Regions from separate parts of the Mus musculus genome. Here regions 1 and 2 are each linked to region 3. The links are chromatin contacts, called in public HiChIP or PLAC-seq and promoter capture Hi-C maps. All regions are on one chromosome and are shown on one strand. The core of a region is the stretch at or near the end of the contact, and the rest is flanking DNA. Distances in the headings are between cores, read along the strand shown. Region 1 overlaps Foxred2 (FAD-dependent oxidoreductase domain containing 2). Region 2 overlaps Cyth4 (cytohesin 4). Region 3 holds the start of Csf2rb (colony stimulating factor 2 receptor, beta, low-affinity (granulocyte-macrophage)).

Region 1 (4,059 bases), core at 725-3,224, 380 kb before region 3:
GGAAACCTTAACTGCAGGGTTGCCTTCATCTGATTTCTGGTAGGCAAGTCTGTGGGGGATTAGTGTGGCAGTGGCCAGCTCACTGTGGTTGGTGCATCCCTGGGCAGGTGGTGCCAGTTGCATAAGAAAGCTGTCTGAGCAAGCTATGGGGAGCACAGGCCAGCAAGGGTGCTCCTTCATTACCCTTGCTTCAGTTCCTGCCTCCAGGTTCCTGCCTTTCATTCACAATGAACTGTGACCTGGAAGTGTAAGAGGGAGGAATAAACCTTTTCTCCCCACACTGCTGGTCTTGGTGTTTTATCACAGCAATGGAAAGCAAACTAGGACATCTTATCTTATCTTGTTTAGTAATGGCTTCAGAGCTTAAGAACAGAGATGCAACGATTTGGGAAAGCTAAAGGGAAACCATAAAGTGAAAATGTGCTAGTTCTATTTAGAATAAGAAATTGCCTTGTATGCAGCTGCTGCAAAGTGCTGTGGTAAACTGCATCTTGCATGTGGGAACCCAGGAGAGGGGAAAAGAAATCCTCGGGGCACTGATAAATATCACATAAAACAAACAGACGTTGAATCTGTGCGGGAACACTTAACACATGGATACACTTTCATATTCTGACATCAAAGTGTTCTGCCAGCAATCACCAAATCTAACTGAGATTTCATTTTGGGATTCCCCAAAGTTAGTGGCCCCAAGCCCCTGGCTCTAAGTAGAGATTTGGCTATATGCACTCAGGCATTCACTGGGGGTCTTGGCCCACATCCTGCATGGTCTGGATGGGAACACATCCAGGGTACCAAACAAAGGTTGGGTGGGGATATGCCACTGGTCTTTTGTGGACTCTTGGAGCCTTGGGGAATGGGCAGGCAGTTTGAAGCTGAGGGCTCTTTTTTCTAGGCATTTCAGGGGTCTGTATGATCAAGGTTGGCTGCTCACAGACTATAGGAACTGCAGAGGTGATCAGCTCGGGCTCTGCTCTGTGGGTTAACCAAGATAGGACAGTACTTAGCTGATTAGGGCTGGCGTGTCACATAGTAGCAAGTCAGCTCCCAAGCTATCATTTCAAAGTAGACTCAGGATAAAGCAGGATGCTCTTTGACTGGCTGGAGTCGGTCTCTAGCTTGACTTGGAGAATGGTGTCAGACATTTGACAGCTGTTTGACATGTTCTCTCAATGATAGAAAAAGCACTGGACTCAAAACATCCGGGGGGGGGGGTTTCAAAGGACAAAAATATTGGCTTATTTCTGTCATTTTCTCTTCTAGATCATTTGAGTTCTTGTCCTAGGTCCCTCTTTGTATTTAGCCATCATTTCTGCCTTCCAACTTACCAATTCTCTCTTTACCTCTGTCTAATCCATTAACTCCTTATATCAAGCCTCTCACTTAATTTTCATTAAATTATTTCACAATTTCACAAGCATAATTTCCATTAGTTTTATCTGCCTCGTTTTCTCTAGCTCTTCATTACTTTTCTCCTGCCTTCTTTTTCCCTTTCCTTTTCCTGTGCTAGGCCTCAAACCCATGCATGCTAGCACTCTAACACTAAGATATACATCCCACCAACTGCCCTCTCAGAAACTTGGTTACCTGCATAAAAGCTACGCAGATCTGTGTCCAGACAGTTTTCCAAGAAGCGCCTCAATGGGAGGATGTGTCCTACTGGGGCTGTCCAGTCAGTCAGGAAGTCCTCCACGATGTGGTGGATGGCTGTAGGCCGAGGCAGGGGCCACTGTGCAGGACGGAACCGCATATCTTGCTCTGTAGGAGAAGGGAGGCATCAGGGCCTGGCCCTTCATGCTGGCACATCCCCCTTCTCTCATGATTGCCTTCCTGTGGTGGTTCTGCCAGGCTGTGGTCAGCTTGGCCACCAGCCACCTTCATGTAGCTGGAGGAAGAGGAACCAGAGCTGCTGCCTGTGGTTTCTGAGTGCTCACATGGACCAGTTAGCACATAGTGTTCATCTAGACTCACCCTGCCCTCTAAGCGCCTGCCCCATAGGCCACTAGACCAACACTGCCCATCCCTGGAAACCAGACTCTAGGAGGTGACCAATCCTAGTTGGCCAGTGTTCAGGCTGCCGACTACAGACCTGCACTCCCCATTCCCCACTTTCTGAAGCTGCCTCTGCCCTAGGGAACAATTCCCAGCTGAGTCACCTCTTTCTTTTCTGGGGACAAGGTCTCAAGTAGCCCGGGGTTGTTCTGCCTCTATTTCTCCTATGCTGAGATTACAGAGGGATATCTCAGTACACTCAGCTCTGAGACAGGAGCTCACTAGATAGTCTAGGCTGGCCTTGAGCTCATGGCAAACCTGCCCCAGCCTCCTTAGCCCTGGAGTAACAAGCACCTGTCTGGAGCACCCTCTTCAACCTGAGACCTTTAAGCTCTGAACTGAAAGGCTTGATACCTCGGCTGTGCCTTTGGGCCACCGGCAAATCGTGTGTCCCCTCCTGCAGTCCTACATGGACTGACCATCAACATCCCACTTTGTAGACCAGGAAGCAAGGCTCAGCAGGGTTAAGTAAAATGGCCAAGGTCAAAGCGATGTCAGTGCAGAAGTGTGAATTTGGCCTGGCGGTTCTGTACTGGGTTCTTGTCCTTGTCTGGTTTATTGTTACTGTTGTTTGTGTGGGCACACATGTCACAGAGCCTGTGTGGCGGTCAGAGGACAAATCTGAGCAGTCGGTTCTCTTCTTCTACCTTTGCGTGGGTTCCAGGGATTAAACCTAGGTCTTCAGGCTTCCATGGTAAGAGCCTCCAACCACTCAGTCATCTTACCCACCCTCATCCATTCTTCTTACAACTCACCTGCAGTACCTCCCCCCACTTTGAGACACCACAACATGACAGCACTCCTTTCACTACATAGTACCCAGAGACCATGTGTGGCTTACTCGGGTACCCCGCGTGCCCTCTGTCAGCTGCAGAAGTTCTGAATGTCCTTGTGGTGACTGCTCTATAGACAGAGGTGGTCCAGGAAGAGCCCTCTGAAGAGGCTGAGTGCAGGAAGGGTGGAGGGCAGCTTACCAGTGGGGAGGTGTCTGTAGTAGTAGATGACAGGGTGAAGGAAGTTAGACATCCAGGCATCTTCTATGTGTGCCACAGACCGGTCATAATAGAAGACATCCTTCTCAGGCCCAGAGAAGTTTTTGCCATATTCCATGTTGATGACAAAGAGCCCATGCCGTGCTGTCCTCCCTGTGAGCATCTCCAGCTGGGCCAGCATCTGCATAGGGAACTCCTCCAGGTACTCAAAGGCTGTGGCGTTCCTGCGGGTGGGACCCGGAGGCACTCAGGACCAGGGAGGGGTGCAGGTTCACCACAGGGGTAGTGCTGTGGACTGACCAGGAACCTTCCACCCTATAATACCACTGTGGCAGCTGTGCCTTCTGAAATATCTGGGGCAGGTTCCAGAGAGCTCTCTTCAACCTGAGAGCATGCTGGGGGCAAGGGTGTTCCAGGATGAGGGAAAGTGGGGGAGAAGCTGGTGTCTGTAGGTAGAGACGAGAGTAATGAGGTCAGGGAGGTCATGGGATTTGAGTAAAGGAGGTATGGGGTGAATGTACGTGTAAGTGGACGGAGAAGGGGAGCTGTCGGCCCCAGGGGCGTGGGGGGCAGGGACAACAGTATGACTATCCTTTTAAAAGGGTGGCTGGTGGCTACCGAGGGCAGAGTGACTGTGCTGGGAGGCCGCTGGGCCATTGTGGGTGTCAGGACTAGGATGCTGAGTGAGCCCTGGGTTCTGGCACGAGCCCCTGATCTAGGCAGCTCTGGCACTCACGGAAGGGGTGCTGAGGGCAAGGCAAGGAGGTATGCTGAGCTCCTGGCCTCCTCACATCCCTGAACTAGGGGTTGAGCAGCCGGGGCTTTGGATCAAGGGGTGTCCTGACTTAGGCGTCTTCCTGTGTCTCACCTGCCTGTCCTCTGTAAAGTCCTCCCTTGCTCTTTCCTGACACGTCCTGTACTGTATCCTTGGGCTCTGTTTGTCCTGTGATGTGCCAGTAATCATTTGATCTAAAAGGGCCAAGCAGGTCCTTGCCTGAGGGGACTCTTATCTTCA
Region 2 (3,831 bases), core at 645-3,144, 280 kb after region 3:
AACCCGGGCCTTGTTCATCCCTGACCCCTGGCCCCATAACTATAGCACTTAGGTCCTCAGTTAACACTAGTGAGGGTGTCCCTGTTATGCCTGTGGGTGGAAGCTAAGCCAAGATCCCTGGGGATAGGATCTGTCAGCCCTCAGAGCAAGGGGTCCCATGCCAGTTCTGATCCCTAGGAGTACCACATCTCAGTACCCCTCATCTTGTAGGGAGAGGGTGCTTGCCTCTTGGCCCATTTGCCCTGTTCACCTACTACCTGCAGGGAGGTACCAGGACAGAGCTACTCTCTGAGCAGTCCAGCAAATGTGGTTGGTGGGCAAGCTGGGTGAGGGGCCCTCCTCTGTACTGGGCAAGCCCTGGATGGAATTGGGAGCAGCAGAGACCTAGAATCTGCTCTGCAGGCCTGTGAATGCCCCATCGGCCGTGGCTGTTCCAATGAACTGCACAGCTCCTGAGAGGCCTGTGCTGCCCATGCACGGGGGCACCCATAGCACTCCACATATGACAGACAGGCGCTTACTGACAAGTGACTGGAAAGATGTGTTGCTGGACAAAAAGTGGGGTCCGTTGCCCTGGGTGGCCACGGAGAGCCACAGAGGAATTCTGACCAGGGAATAGCAGTGCCGTGCTGCTATGAGAAGCTGCCAGCCAGGTGGAGTGAGGGCCTGTTGGTGGGGACAGCGTGCAGGAGACTTCCTGATCACGTGGGCAGAAAAAGCAAGCTGGAACTAGGGTTGGGTGTGTGCACAGGGACTCCCACCCCTGAGACGAGGGCTGGTACATGCACAAGAGCCAAACAGAGGTACTGAGATCCCACTTTGAAGATAAAAAGGCCCAGAAAGGGGGTGGGGCCAAGAAGGCTGAGGGAGGACCCCTTAAGCAGAGTGGGGCCTCCAGGCTGACCCTTGTATGTGTGTCCACAGAAACTGAAGGATGAGATTGCAGATGTGTTTGCCCAAATCGACTGCTTTGAAAGCACCGAGGAGAGGTGAGGGACCTGGCCCGTGGGAAGACGATTCCTGGGCACTCCCTGTGTGCCATGGATGGTGGTGGGACCCAAGGAGATGCCTACAGCCCCATACGCACTGTCTGGACCACTCCCCATTGATTCTCAAACAACCCCAAGCTCTCACCTCTCCCCCCACAGCACTGCCTGCACATTACCGGTCAGAGGCTGCTAGAAGTGGATGGGCAAAAAACCCTGACCCTGACCCTGACCCTGGACAAGGGTGAGAGAGCTCTGGTATCTGGGCCTGGAGTAGGTCTGCAGGCCCACATCATTCCTCACACAAGAAAGTTCCTGCTGGCTCTTTGCTCTCAGGTTGGGCCGTCTTTCTGAGCCTCAGTATCCCCATTTGTGTAAGGAGAAGGTTGGGTTCCCACACAATCTCCTAGACCCAACCCTCTTGACATTGTCCTTGTAAAACCACAAATGACATTTGAGCTACAAATTGAAAAAAAAAGAATAAATCTTTTAACATTCTAAGTAAGTTATGTATTTGGTTGGCATTCATAGCTCTCCTGGGCAGATGCAGCCACTTGTAGCCAGCAGGCTGGACATGCCTGCTAGGACCCTAGGGCACTGAACTATTGAACTACACCTGGTTTGCCGGGAGCCCACCCAGCCTCCAAAGTCCCTGCTTCTCAAGCGACTCGTGTACATGCACATTCATGAATACACATGAACACACACACACACACACACACACACACACACACACACATGCCCTGCATGAGGGCAGCAGGTGGTTCTTGCAGAGAAGGAAACTGAGACCTGGGGGAGGGAAGAGAAATGAAAGAATCACTCTCGTGGCTTGGCTCAAGAGTATATATAGCAAGACTCATATTCAGGAACAGCCTCTGGGGCCCATGTTCTCACTGGTCCCACCATGCCCCTGTCTCCTCCCCAGGGTGCTCTGCTGGGCTCCCTGGAGGCCCAGAGTTCAGTGCTCAGCTTACAGCTTACCCTGCCCCTTGACACCTCTCAGCCTGTTCTTGCTCTCTCATGTGGTCCAGGGGCGGGGCTACACATGGAGTTCCAAGGGCATGCTGGCTCTCCTGAGGAAGGCCCCCTCGGGGCTTATGGGGGATGGTGGCATCCAGAGCCACCGTGTTGATGTGCCTCTGTTCACAGCCGGATGGCGCAGAAAGAGAAGGAGATGTGCATCGGGAGAAAGAAATTCAACATGGACCCTAATAAGGTACAAATCCAGGGGAGGGGACATAGACCCCCACCAAAGTGTGCATCTTGGTGACCACAGGAGGAGGACATGGGTCTCACCAAGGTGCCCAGAGGAGCTGTCTTCTGGGCACCTTTGTGGCTGACCCTGCAAACCACCCAACAGGGACAAGCCTTTGGTTCCCTGGCCTCTGTTCATTCCCTAACACCACAGCCCAAAGACTGGAAGGCTGTGAAGTCCCTGCCTGGGACCAATCCCCTTGCTTCTCTGGCTCCATGCCCTACTTTGGAATGGGCTTCATTGCCCATGGCTTCGGAGCCAGCCAGCAGCCCTTCCTTCTGCCAGGTGGCCATGGGTTTCCTCTCCACCAGGGACAGCCACAGGAGGAAGCCACACACCACACTAGGGCAAGAGTCCAAGCAGCCACAGAGAATGCCAAGCCCTGGCTGAGACTGCTTCGGCTGTGTATTCGCCTTTCACAGGCCCGAGCCCTAGACCACACTGCTCCACTTACCTGTCCTCTTACAAACAAGCACATACGTCGCCAGCTCTGGCCACAGGGTGCCCAGCGAAGCTGGCGTCAAAGTGCCAGAAGGTGGGGTACACCCTCCCACCCACTAGAGAAGAGCAGTGAAAGTCATTGCCATGGAAGCTGGCTACCTCCCAGGTGGGGTTCATGCAGTCACCTCCCTTTTTGTTTCAGCTGGTCTGTGTGACTTTTACACAATGAACGTAGATTGCTACTGCGGTGAAATGAAACTATTTAGAATAATAAGAGTGGGGCGCTAATAAAATGAGAGGCTGACTCACTGAGGCTTAGAACTGTGACTTTCAGCAACCACGGGAGGCTGCAGTCTAAGTGTGCCAGGCTGGAGGGACCCCGGGAAGCACTGCTTCACTTAGCTCCCTGAGCATGCCTCCAGAGATGGGGAGCTTACCACCTCCCAAAGGCGGCTCGAGAACACCATGTAGGGAACCCAAACACCAGGTCCCCCTCCTTATCCCCTCCTCCACCAGGTGCCTATGCTAGGGGGGGTTGCTCATGAATGCTGTGTCATCTCTAGGGCATCCAGTATCTCATTGAGCACAAGCTGCTGACCTCTGATGTCCAGGACATCGCCCAGTTCCTGTACAAGGGTGACGGTCTCAACAAGACAGCCATTGGCACCTACTTGGGGGAAAAGTAAGAGGATCCCCAGACAGGGAGCAGGAAGTGAGGGCGTAGGGGTGAACATACCACTCAGGATGAACAGTGCTTGGGAAGCCATCATGCTTAGGACTTGGGGTGAGCACTGGTTCCCAGGCTCTGGAATATTCATTCATTCACTCATGCATGCATGCATGCATTCACTCATTCATGCATGCATTCATTCATACATGCACGCATGCATGTTGTTTGTGCCTGGTGTGCTCTGAGCTCTCTTCCAAATGCTGTCCATATAAGACAAGATGGCCAAACCCCTGTCTTCAGGGACAGGTGCTTTCTGCATGGGAGAGAAACAGAAATGAGCTCGGCTGGGTGCACAGAAGGCGAACAGGAGGGCTCTGAACTGGGGCTCTGGTTTCTGTTGGCGAGGAAGTGGGGGGCCGTGCACACAGGAGGATTCCAGGCTGTGAGAACAGTCAACACCCAGGCCTTCAGGCAGGAAC
Region 3 (3,960 bases), core at 1,217-3,716:
GTCATATCTTACCAATGTTGTTCTGTGGGAAGTCCTTCTTAATGGCCTTTTGGGCTGCTAACTAGCTGTGTTCATTTTCACTTTGAGTTGAGATCTGAAATCGAGTGAGAATGGCTCCCTTGGGGCAAGGGCACATTTATCTGGGGACAGTCTGTGTTAAGAAAGCAATGGGTATTATATAAAGTAAGTAGCAGGAGGTTGGTGACAAGGACCCTATTGAGCCCTAGTGTGACACTGATCCCAAAGAGTAGTAGGTTGTCCAACAAGACATGTTGTTCCTGCTGTATGATCTGAGGATCAAGGATTTCTTGTCAGTTTTACATGTCCGGGGTGTCCCGTGTAGGTGGGGATGGTGGACATGACCATTTATGCATTGATTTCAAGGGCTGTCTGGGTGATGTGTCAATTTCCTCAAACAGTAAGATATTTGGAGAAATGGTTATGCAATGTGTGAGGAGATACTAATCTCTCTGAATTTCAAGGCCACATAGGAGGGTGGATCCAGTTATCAGACAGAGACCACCTGCCTTGTGTTAGTATCCCCTGTTCCATGAGAGCCTCTCATAGGTACCACACAATTCATACTCTGTGTCGTTTGCTGCCATGACTATGGCATAGCTACTGCACGGGGAGAAAGGGTTGACTAAGTACCTAATGAACACCATTGTGAACCAAAACACCTGCCGTGTGCCCCATGGATTGCACCCCTCGCGACAAGTCAGCCACCGAACTTCTTGACTTTCGTTTTCTGTTGAATAAAAGAAAATATGAAGTAAAACAAACCCATTGGTGTCTGGACATGAGGATCTGCAGTGTTGTGGATTAGAGGTATACGATTCGGGCACACTGATCTCTGAGAATAGAATCAGTCCAGAGGTTGGTGGAAGGTTTCTGTTCATCTGGAACTAACTGCTGTCCCCCTGCCCAGGGGCCCTCTCCTACTGTCTGGTCTCCTATCTCTGTAGCTCTGTATTGGGAGATAAGAAATTACCAGTGTATCACTGAAGCTACTTTTAAAAAAAATCTGACATTTCAATGCTTGTATTTTTATGCTTATTTGAATTTATTTACTATATTAAAATATCACTCATTTCTATGAAAGGGTTTTGGTGTCCCTTTAAATTTTGCCCTGAGAGAATGGCTCACTCCCCTCCTCTTTTTTTTTTTTTCCATTTTTTATTAGGTATTTCGCTCATTTACATTTGCAATGCTATACCAAAAGTCCCCCATAGCCACCCACCCCCTCTCCCCTACCCACCCACTCCCCTTTTATGGCCCTGGCGTTCCCCTGTACTGGGGCATATAAAGTTTGCGTGTCCAATGGGCCTCTCTTTCGAGTGATGGCCGACTAGGCCATCTTTTGATGCATATGCAGCTAGAGTCAAGAGCTCCGGGGTACTGGTTAGTTCATAATGTTGTTCCACCTATAGGGTTGCAGATCCCTTTAGCTTTTTTGGTACTTTCTCTAGCTCCTTCATTGGGGGCCATGTGATCCATCCAATAGCCGACTGTGAGCATCCACTTCTATGTTTGCTAGGCCCAGGCATACTCTGACAAGAGACAGCTATATCAGGGTCCTTTCAGCATAATCTTGCTAGTGTATGCAATGGTGTCAGCATTTGGAAGCTGATTATGGGATGGATCCCCGGATATGCTAGTGTCTACATGGTCCATCCTTTTATCTCAGCTCCAAACTTTGTCTCTGTAACTCCTTCCAAGGGTGTTTTATTCCCACTTCTAAGGAGGGGCATAGTGGTCACACTTCAGTCTTCATTTTTCTTGTCACTCCCCTCCTCTTAACCCCAGCAGCCTCAAGTTATTCATTTGTTCATTCATTCATTCATTCATTCATTCACTTTATACCCAGTCATGTGTTCCTCCTCTGGGCCATGGCTGGGCACTGGGGGAGGGGAACAGACACAAAACATCACTTGCTCTGAAGACAAGATGGGAAGAAAACAGGGACTCTAGGGCAGGACAGAAAAGGGAAAGCCAAAGCTGACAGCCAGGGATCAAGACTGCTCCCACTGCCTACTGACTGTTGTCAACTTAGGTTTTCCATGTCAATGGCATACCCTCAAAACCTTTCTGGTTTGTAGGTCCTTCTAGAAAAATACCCCAAGGTGTCTCAAGACTTGAAGAGGCCACCTGTAGCTGATTTGCATAAGGCCACATGCTAAGAAGTGGTGCCCTCAAGGTCCTCCCCAGCTCTGCCTGGCTCTGGGCACATGCTTGCAGGGAGGTGGTTATTGCCCTCTGTGTCTGCTTCCTCCAGAGGAGTCAGGGAGGGGTGTGGAGGAGACCATTTCAGGCTGAGACCTGAAGGGCACATGAGAGCTGACTGGGAGATGGTGGGGAGCGAGCTACTCTGGCAGAACTAAATGTCGTGAGTATTATCAGAGGCTAATGTCCACAATTCTGAGAATCAGGCGAAGCTGCTTGCGAAAGGGCACTGGCAACTTCCTCAATCTGCTCTCTGTTTCCTCCAGATGGGGCACAGATAAATAGGAAGAGCCTGCAACTCACTGGCACTTGGAGGCTCCCGAAGGAGGCTGCCTGTCGCCCAAGCACAGAGGTAAGTGGCTGGCTTCCTGATGCAGAGCTGAGGGTGGGCGCAAAGCAGGGGCTGTGGGGGTCTCCAGGGTGGAAAAGGACAGGATAAGACAGGGCTGGGGTAGCGTATTCCTCAGACTTGATCTCTCTAGAAAGACTAGGTCTCAGACTCCAAGTCAGTGAGTGGAGGAGGGGCACCCCGGAGCATTGGAGCTGGGAACAAAGTTAGAACTCTGGAAGAGGTACGGTTAGGATACGCTCTGGGGCTGTGGGACTCCGGGAGGACACAGCTTTATCACTGGAGGTCTGGTGGCAGGGAGGACTCCCCTAAAGCTCTATATCGGGCTAAGCACTGTGTTCCTTCTAACTTTGCCATCCATATGTTACTTAATTCCCTGTCCTGAGCTTCAGGTCACACATCTGTGGGACAGGGTGAGTGGGAGACATGGCTTCCTCTGTTTCAACTAGAAATGGAGGACAGAGAGAGGAGAAAGAGAGGGGGTAGAGAAAATTTACCTACAAGGATGACGAAGTGTTGGGGACAGAACCAGAGATGTAGAACCTCCCTTGGTACTGGGTGTAATTTGACAATCTTACTTGGGAAGTGCCCAGAGATATACCAGATCATCCAGCTCTGTTTTTCTCTTTCTCTGTCTCTGTCTCTGTCTCTGTCTCTGTCTCTCTGACTATCTCTTTCTCTCTCTATGTGTGTGTCTGTTTCTGTCTCTCCAACTCTGTCTCTCTCTCTTTCTTTGTCTCTCTCTGTCACAAACACACACACACGCACACGCACACGCACACGCGCACACGCACACACACACACACACACACACACCATACTGTGCTCTGAAATCACCACAGATGATTTGGGTCCAGATGTGTCGCTTCTGTACCTAGTGTGCCGGAAGGTAGGTGTCTCATCACATAGCTAGGGACCAGTCGCTCTCAGACAGGGACACAGACAGCCCCTCTGCTGACAGAGACCACTGTCATGTCTCACAGATCATAAACTAACCTGTCCATATATCCCACATGCTGTATTCCAGAGGTCATGCATATGTGCGACAGAAATCTCTGTGATCTGTTAAGCAAAGAATTTGCCTGAGGTTCAGGCCCCTGCCTCTGCTCACGCCCAGCACATAGGGCCTTTGAACCTGATCTGGCAATGGAAGGAAAAGGCACCTCCACTCACTTCTTTGTAGTGCAGCGTCTCCCCTTTCTCTACCTCTTTTTCAAAAGCCCTTATTTTTTTTAATTTATTTATTTTATTATATGTAAGTACACTGTAGCTGTTTTCAGACACTCCAGAAGAGTGAGTCAGATCTCATTACAAATGGTTGTTAGCCACCATATGGTTGTGAGATTTGAACTCAAGACCTTCACAAAAGCAGTCAGTGTTCTTAACTG

Evidence for each region. Promoter capture Hi-C pulls out the DNA fragments that hold promoters and counts their contacts. HiChIP or PLAC-seq counts read pairs in DNA pulled down with a chosen protein or histone mark.
Region 1: an H3K4me3 HiChIP or PLAC-seq map of the 230-238 cell line shows a contact between it and region 3, with 6 times the contacts expected there. The contact joins the enhancer-like site here to the promoter of Csf2rb in region 3. A contact is called at or near these places in 1 of 39 promoter capture datasets (embryonic stem cells), 4 of 484 Hi-C or Micro-C datasets (cerebral cortex and embryonic stem cells) and 1 of 115 datasets of contacts at active chromatin or transcription factors (the 230-238 cell line).
Region 2: a promoter capture Hi-C map of pre-B cells shows a contact between it and region 3, with 2.8 times the contacts expected there. The contact joins the enhancer-like site here to the promoter of Csf2rb in region 3. A contact is called at or near these places in 7 of 39 promoter capture datasets (the 3T3-L1 cell line, embryonic stem cells, hippocampal neurons and 3 more) and 1 of 484 Hi-C or Micro-C datasets (liver).

What each region holds. Positions count from the first base shown.
Region 1 is chr15:77,943,992-77,948,050 of GRCm38.p6, forward strand. It overlaps Foxred2 (FAD-dependent oxidoreductase domain containing 2), which reads right to left. Exons shown (of 9, transcript NM_001017983.2): 7 at 3,027-3,268; 8 at 1,588-1,758. Among named protein-coding and RNA genes, the nearest start is that of Foxred2, 11 kb to the right of the region's middle. Within about 2 kb of position 1,975, at least 90 of the 459 cell types and tissues checked have an H3K27ac peak or open chromatin away from gene starts, as enhancers often do. A contact at or near this core is called in the 230-238 cell line, where this site is marked.
Region 2 is chr15:78,603,712-78,607,542 of GRCm38.p6, forward strand. Cyth4 (cytohesin 4) reads left to right here. Exons shown (of 13, transcript NM_028195.3): 3 at 925-989; 4 at 2,136-2,202; 5 at 3,246-3,364. It overlaps Gm52186 (a long non-coding RNA gene), which reads right to left. Exons shown (of 4, transcript XR_003951538.1): 2 at 1,968-3,665; 3 at 1-1,775. Among named protein-coding and RNA genes, the nearest start is that of Gm52186, 4.2 kb to the right of the region's middle. Within about 2 kb of position 1,895, at least 50 of the 459 cell types and tissues checked have an H3K27ac peak or open chromatin away from gene starts, as enhancers often do. A contact at or near this core is called in pre-B cells, where this site is marked.
Region 3 is chr15:78,323,524-78,327,483 of GRCm38.p6, forward strand. It overlaps Csf2rb (colony stimulating factor 2 receptor, beta, low-affinity (granulocyte-macrophage)), which reads left to right and starts at 2,467. Exons shown (of 14, transcript NM_007780.4): 1 at 2,467-2,575.